Regions from separate parts of the Rattus norvegicus genome. Here region 2 is linked to region 1. The links are chromatin contacts, called in public Hi-C maps. All regions are on one chromosome and are shown on one strand. Each heading gives the region's core, a stretch centred on a gene start, on an enhancer-like site or on the middle of the called end of the contact. The rest is flanking DNA. Distances are from core to core; before and after follow the strand shown.

Evidence for each region. A called contact is a pair of places that touch in the nucleus more often than the background predicts.
Region 2: a Hi-C map of kidney shows a contact between it and region 1, with 1.9 times the contacts expected there. The contact joins the promoter of Dusp6 here to the enhancer-like site in region 1. A contact is called at or near these places in 3 of 12 Hi-C or Micro-C datasets (kidney and liver).

Annotation. Positions count from the first base shown.
Region 1 is chr7:35,944,503-35,948,334 of GRCr8, reverse strand. No RefSeq gene overlaps it. Among named protein-coding and RNA genes, the nearest start is that of Dusp6, 33 kb to the left of the region's middle. Within about 2 kb of position 2,339, at least 3 of the 93 cell types and tissues checked have an H3K27ac peak or open chromatin away from gene starts, as enhancers often do. A contact at or near this core is called in kidney and liver, where this site is marked.
Region 2 is chr7:35,977,153-35,981,388 of GRCr8, reverse strand. Dusp6 (dual specificity phosphatase 6) reads right to left here and starts at 1,785. Exons shown (of 3, transcript NM_053883.3): 1 at 953-1,785; 2 at 46-483. The coding sequence starts at 1,352.

The DNA.
Region 1 (3,832 bases), core at 1,090-3,589:
CTTTCTCAAGAGAAAACCTGTTTCGACGTCTTATTTCTTTATTTTAAACTCACCCCACCTGATGCACACACAGAGACACATACACACGTGTGTGCAAGTGTGCTTGTGGAGGCCAAAGAGCAGCTTGGAGGAGAGGGTTCTCTTCTGCTAGTGTGTGAGTCCCAGGGATGGAAACAAGGTCATTATGTGGTGGCTAGTGCCTTCGATTTGTTGTAACACCTCACTAAATCTATTTCGTCTTCTTCAAATAGGTCTCCGCTATATATCGTAGGCTAGCCTGGAACCCACTGCCTGGTCCAGGCTGACTCTTTGATCCTCCTGCCTCAGACTCCTCAGTGTTGGCATCACAGGCCTTACTTAAGCCAGCATTCCAGGCAAGCCTAATATCTCATGGTAGAGATCTCTTTCCCAGTAGGGTTGTTTTGTTTCATCTGGGTTGCACTTGGGTAGAATTGTGCATTACGGCCTGATGACTTAGCATCTAGTCACCTGTATGAAGACCGAGGGACACAGGCAATCCTGTATCCCAGAGTTGGGCCGCTGCCTCCTTGAAAATGACTGATCCAGTGGCCCTTCTCTATCCCCTCAGCATCTCCTCAATGTTTTGGTTTTCCAGTCAATAAAAGAATCTGCTACACTTGTTATAAACCATATGATAGAATAAAACACCCAGGGCAGTCAGTTCTAGAAAACGGAAGGAGAGAGAACATTGCAGTAATGTGTGCCTTTCCTTTTGTGTCAACAAAAGTACAAGCTAAAGTATGCAAGGTGCTGCTGTAGGAATTGACGTCACGTTCGCTCAAATTAAGTCAAAACTCTGCAACTTTGGGAAAAACCCCAGTTTATCTTCTCAAGAACCCATGGTATCTACTGTGCTTGTTGCCACCATCACTCCCTTTACCCGTCTTCCTTCTCCAACATTTTAAGTTACACACACACACACACACACACACACACACACACACACACCACATACACCACACACACACACACACCACACACACACCACATACACCACACACACACACACCACATACACCACACACACACACCACACACACACACCACACACACCACACACACACACACCACCCACCACACACACACACACCACACACACACACCACACACACACACACCACACACACACCACACACACCACACACACCACACACACCACACACACACACACACACCACACACACCACACACACACACACCACACACACATACCACACACACACACCACACACACACACCACACACACACCACACACACACCACACACATACCACACACACCACACACACACACACCACACACACACACACCACACACACACACCACACACACACACACACACCACACACACACACCACACACACACACACACCACACACACACCACACACACACACACCACACACACACACACACCACATACACACACACACCACACACACCACACACACACACACACACCACACACACACCACACACACACACCACACACACACCACACACACCACACACACACACCACACACACACACACACCACACACACACCACACACACACACACCACACACACACACACACCACATACACACACACACCACACACACCACACACACACACACACACCACACACACACCACACACACACACCACACACACACCACACACACCACACACACACACCACACACACACACACACCACACACACCACACACCACACACACACACACACACCACACACACCTGCTTGCTTCTGGGAGAGCATACACTAGCCTGGTGTGGAGATGTCCAGCATGCCAATTCGGAATTTGAAAGAAAGCAGAGGAATGAGGCCAAACTGCAGATGTTGAGCTGACCAGACTCAGATGTGTAGCTACCAGTACAGCATCGAATCTCTTCCTGGTAAAGAAGTCATAGTAACACAACATGATGTGCATGATGTGAAACAGACTTGGTTTTCTACAAGGAAAAGATCACAGAAAATCCCGGCAGAGGCGAGACCTGTCAAATGCTCTTGACTTGGAATCCCAATGTCCAGAGCAGTGACACAGAAGGAGAACCCATCCAATAATTTCACCCTAGTAGTCTCAGAACACAGGAAACTGCATGATCCCTCTCAGCTAAATTCCTAGCTTATCTTAGGTTTGTTTTTTGTTTTGTTTTTGTTTTTAAAGAAACCAGATTCTTCAACTTTTTCTTCTTTAAGATGAGCTATTCTAGATTCTTCTAATACATTTGTTTGCTTGCTTAACATATCCTGTGTCAGCCTCTGTTACCTACATCCCAGGGTTCTGACCAAAATAGCTCCTCACATGCTTCAGGCTCCAACATGCAAGGCTAAAGGTTAAACTCTGGGGGTGGGAGGTGGAGTCATTGGGTCAAATATTTACTAAGCCACCAAGGTCAATTTTTTTTTTCTTCAAGTCATTCGTCTCCCAAATGGTGACTTTACAGTGTCCCTTACAGAATGGCAACTACACAAGCCCAAGGAGGAAAAGAGATTCTGGACCTGGATTTCCTGGAGTCAACTGGATCCCAACCACCAGGTTACCTAGGTCTGCCAATCACGAGCCCTAAAGATTCTGTGGAAATGTCAGTGGTGCCGGTCTATGGAGCAAGTTTCACTCAGTCTTATAAGCAACAATGACAAAGTCACCGGGTCATTACATAACAGGTTATGTTGAAGGAACAGCCACTAAAATTAGACCAACACACATTTTGAAAAATCACTGTGTGGGGATGCTTTCAAAATCTCACCATCAGGGTCCTACCCTTCACAGATTTAGTCTTGCCTTTGCACAGCAAGTCCACTGTCTCCCTGAGGGTCAGTTTGATGTTAACTTAAGCTGCATTTCAAGGTCATGGTCCTTTGTATTCCTATAACTTTTACTATGCTCTGGGTTATTTTAAGCTTTGGTATGAGAAAAGAACCTCTGATCAGTAACAATCAGCTCTTTCTCTCTCTTCCCTCCTTCCATCCCTCCTTCTCTCCCTCCCTCCCTCCTTCTTTCTTCTTCCATTCTTCCCTCCCTACTACATCTTTTCTCTGAGTGCCAGTTGGCAACCTGTTGGGGAAGCGACATCTGTGTGTTCCTTCGTTCAGCAAACATTTACTGGGTACCCACTCAGTCCAAGCGCCATATCCCTTGTGAGGCACTGGTGAGTTAAGCAGGGTACATCCTTGCCTATTTGAGCTTCTATTACAGTGGAGGGAGGCAGAAGCAAACAGGAGAGCCTCACAGATCTGCTCGGCCTACAGGGAGAAAGTGAGTTTAGACTGGTTGGGGCTTTGGATGCTTCTCTAAGTGGAAATGGGTATTTGTGTAAATTAGCAGTTAATATATGATAGAATCTTAAGCCGAGGAAAAATTAAAAACCGGAAATCGCTGACTTTAAAGGAATGCAAAGAGTTAAAAATCTATCAGGGGAAGCTTTATTTCTATGAACTTATTTCAGGGATTCTTTGTCCTTCTAGGCGAGGACCCTGTCATAAGTACCCTGTATTTGTGGAATGCTCTCTGGTAACATGGAGACCCTTTTTGCAATAATATTCCTTGGTTTCTGTGAGAATCAGTGAGGACACTGATACTACAGATCAGAGAACTAAGGCTCAGATAACTTCCTCAGTGTGGTCACTTACTTCAGACGTGACTAGAAGGTGGGCCTTCCCTTTTCCTAGTCAATGCCAATGGCGCTCAGGGTCGCCCCCATCTTGTTTTCATTTGTTTGTTTTTTGTGTTTTTTTTTTTATCTATCATAAAGTGCTTTGAAGCTGTGGGTTCTCTTAATGTGCGATTAACAATTTTGTTCTGAT
Region 2 (4,236 bases), core at 536-3,035, 34 kb before region 1:
CAGATTAACATCTTCAACTCATGAATGACTGAAAATTAGTCTCACCTATGAAAGAAATGGCCTCAGGGAAAAACTGGGACAGGTTTTGGCTCCAGTGATCAGAGATAGGAATTTGCTTGTACTTGAACTCCCCTGCATTCTCAAACAGATTGGGCAGATTGGGGGTGACGTTCAAGATGTACTTGATGCCAAACTCTTCCAACACGTCCAAGTTAGTAGAGTCCTTGGCACAGCCCAGGTAAAGGAAGGGCAAAATCTCCACCGGGAAGGAAGGCTGGCTGTTGGACAGCGGGCTGCCATCGGAGTCCGTTGCACTATTGGGGTCTCGGTCAAGGTCAGACTCAATGTCCGAGGAAGAGTCGGAGCTGATCCTCAGGCCCCCGAGTCCCAGCACTGGCAAGGGCGGGGAGCTGCTGCTGCACGAGCCGTCTAGATTGGTCTCGCAGTGCAGGGCGAACTCGGCCTGGAACTTACTGAAGCCACCTGCCAGAAACAAGAAAAGCGTTCTTGTAACCTGAGAAGCTGTAGTAATTTTCAGCTTGTGAGAGGCACAGGAGGTGCAGGAGACACTACGGTCAGGCGACCTATGAACCCCACTGCAGTAGTAAAAACACACTTCAATGTGCATCTTTAAGAATACAACCATCTGCCTACCCAGGGAGCGTTTATTCTTCTGATTCCGGAAATGCACAAAATTACTTAGTATTTCGAGGAGCTAGGAGGTGTCAAGCTGCACCCTGAACTACATTTCCAGCTCTTCTGAATCTTAAGTCTAAACCAACCCAGAAGAAAGCGAGAGGAAGGTGGAGGTGCCGGATTATAAAGAACCCTTAAAAAAGAAGCTACCACGCTGGCCCAGCTCCCTTAAGCGCAATGCGAGAGGCGATCGCTACCTCGCCCGCAGTTCCCCAGCCTGCAGCCCTAGCTCCGAGCGCCGGGGCGCACAACATACCTTCAAGGTAGAACGCCCGGCAGCCCTCGTCTTTGAGTTTCTTGAGCAGCAGCCCGAGGACCGACTCTCCACCTGTGTTCTCATTCCAGTCGCTGCTGTTCTCGTCGTAGAGCACCACGGTGTCGGTGCCGCAGCGCCTGGTAAAGCGGTCCCGGTCCTCGCAGCGCGTGAATAGCGCGCGCACCGGCAGGTTGCCCTTCTGCAGACGCCGCAGCATGATGCCCGGGATGGCCACGTTGATGGCAGATTCGATGTGCGACGACTCGTACAGCTCCTGCGGTCGGCAGTCCATCAGCAGCAGCTGTTCGTTGCCCAGCTCCAGCTGCTCGTTGAGCCACGCCACCGTCTTGCTGATCGCCATTTCCGACGCGAAGGGCACGGGTCTGAGCGTATCTATCATGGGGGTCGAGCTGCAGGAGAAGGCGGGGTGCCTAGCAGACGCCCCTCGAGGCAGGCATAGGCCAAGCACGCCGTGAGAAGCTCCGGCTCTCGGAGCCGGGTTTGATTCGGCCTTTCCCAAGCCGAAGCTAGCGGTTAGGGAAGGCGACAGAAGCCAAGCCGGTGGTCCCTCTGCACCAGATCACTCTCAGAGTCAATGAATCTCTCTGAATGAAAGTGCCCAGTTTTGTTCCTACCCAGTGAATGAAATCCAATTAATTCGGACTCCGTGCCACTGAGAGGAGAAAAAGGAAAAAAGAAAAAAGTCTAGCAGCTCCTAATCCCTCTGAGGCTGCACCTCAGATCCAACCCCGTGTTTCTCGCCGGATTATTCAAGACTGGGTTTGCTCGCAGTCCCTAGGACTCCGCGAGAGCACACCCCCTGTGCCAGGCAGCTCCTCAATGGATACAAACAGCCAGCGTCTCAATGGATACATTCTCTCGGCCAGCCAATGAGCGCGCTGCGGAAGGGGCTGTTGCCGTGGGGACGGGCCGGCTGGAACAGGTTGTGTTGATGAATTGTTAATGAGTTTGTCATTCACAAAAACGGAAAGGAATTTCCGCTCCGGATAAGCCCCAGTGCAAACAAGCTGCAACTGCGGGCTCGGCGGGAGGAAGGAGAAAGAAGAGGAGGCGGCGGTGGAGGAGGAGCAGGGCACATAAACCAGGGCACTAAAGTTGTCTCGTGTTTCCTTCTGTTGAGAGTTCACACTTCGCGTCTAACTCTTGCGCACCAGTAGTGCAATTAGCAAGCACAAAAGCCCTTATTCGCTACTCTTACTATCTCAAGTTAGCCTTAATAAAACGTGAGGGTCCCCCACCCCTTTTTTTATTCCCTTTAACGCTAGATCCTAGCCCGCTCCTTCTCCCTCACCACCACCCCGGTCCTCCTTTAGATCGTGTGTGGCATTTGTTTGGCTCTTTTAAAAGTCTAGTTCTGTTTGTTCTGAAGTCCTTTTAGCCGAGGCTGTGTTGGGGCTGGTGAACTGCCTGGGCTTTAGCGACCCAACGAAGTGTTAAATGCTAATCCAACATCTCTAGAAACAAACTAGTGTTTTGTTGAAACATTTTAAAGCAGCTAAGCAAACAAGCGTTTGGTTGTCCAGAAAACCAGAAGCACCCCAATCCCGAGTTTTCTCAACTTTCGGGGGGGGGGGCGAGCAGGAAAAACCTTGTCAGCTAGCCCTACACTTTTCTTATGCTCCGGTGGGGTGGAGGCATTCTGAGCCATTGCTCCGGAGATCTTGCTCCCCACCCCCACCGGTCACCCATCGAGCCTGGAGAGACGAGCTCCTTTAACGATTTGGGGTCAGAAGCAGAGTTTGGCTTCTAAGAGGAACCGGTCTGGCAAGGCAGCCTAGGTTAGGCGCCTGGGACACCGGGCCTCACCAACGCTCCCTGCAACCCGGAGACGTGGGGGGAGTCCTCCGCAAGACCTTTAAGCCTGAGGGAACTGGCTACTGTGGGCAGCGAGGCCAGTCCCCTAACCTTTCTCGGCTGCAGCGGTTCCCGAGCTCCGCATGGAGCACTCTAGCAACTCCAAACGCGCTTGCGCGCTGCGCTTTGGCCGCAGCACCGCTGCTCTGGGGAGGGGGAGGGGGAGGACACGCGGCGACCCCGTGATCGAATGTAAGGCCGTCACGGAACTGTCCCCTAGGGAGAGACCTAGAGTCGGAAAGAAGCCAGAGATGTCCCTGTCTGGACCCCTTGGTTTCCGAGTTAGGATTTGGGAGTCTCATGGGCACCACACGCAGGCAATTTAGGACGGAGGCGGCGCGGCACCGGAGCCGGATGGAGGCGTGGCCGGCGGGGGCCGCGACGGCGACGAGAGCGCATCCCCGGCGCGCACAGCTCTATTGTTATATAAAAGTGCCGAGTCCGCCCCTCCCGGACGGAAAACCACCTGTGTGCGGCGACGGCGGGCCCTGCGGAAGGCGCGCGTCCCGATCCGGTCTGCCCTTCGGGTCCCACGGAAAGGAGCCCGGCTTTGTCCGGCCGCGACCGGGAGGAGGAAGCGCTGGCTGCGGCCCTTCCCGAATCCGGGGCGCGGAGGGCGTCTAAGGTCACGGGATCTCCCCAGCCCAGAGCCTCGCAGCTCGGTCCTACCTACTGTCGCCCGCAAAGCAATTTGCATTTTTAATCACCCTCCTCTTCCGGGGTTTGGGAAATGTGGGCTAAAAGAGAGCGACTTGGAGGTCCAAGTTGCCAATTTTGGAGCCCTCCCGCAGGCAGGCGCCCCAGGAGGAGCGTTTTGATGAAAATGGGGGTTGCCTCCATCCTCTCTCCGCGCCTTTTTTGGGCAGCCTAGGAACAAAACGCCCATATTTCGCTGGCTAGCTTCCAACTCCTGCTGGGGTAGGCCTGTGCTGCAGCTGACGCCCCCGGATCCTTCCACATCTGTTACAGGCTTTCCCACCCCGAGACAGTTCAGTCTGTGGGACCAAGGACTAGGATGAGGGGAGTGGGGGCGCTCCTCGAAAACATGAAGCACGAGTCTCAATCTCCAAACAGAAGAGGGAAGGAAGCAGGTTGGGTTTTCCTCTACCAAATTTTGAAGTGAAGCACCTGGCATTTGGGAGGATGATAATAAGGTCTTGGCACGGGTGGACAGCCAAGCAATTGTACCTGTGTTTCTGAGTCTGAGTTATTTCCCACTTCCTCCAAGAAATTCAACCTTTCCATCTAACTGTACCCAGTTAACATTTTTTTTTTCTCCTTGCCATCCTTCTTGTATTATTAAATGGGCACAATGTGTGGGAATGGTGTGCTGTTAGCTGATCTGTTTATATGTTTTGATCTAACCTGAAAAATGCCTTGAGCTCTTAGGGAGGTTTTGGGGCCTGGGT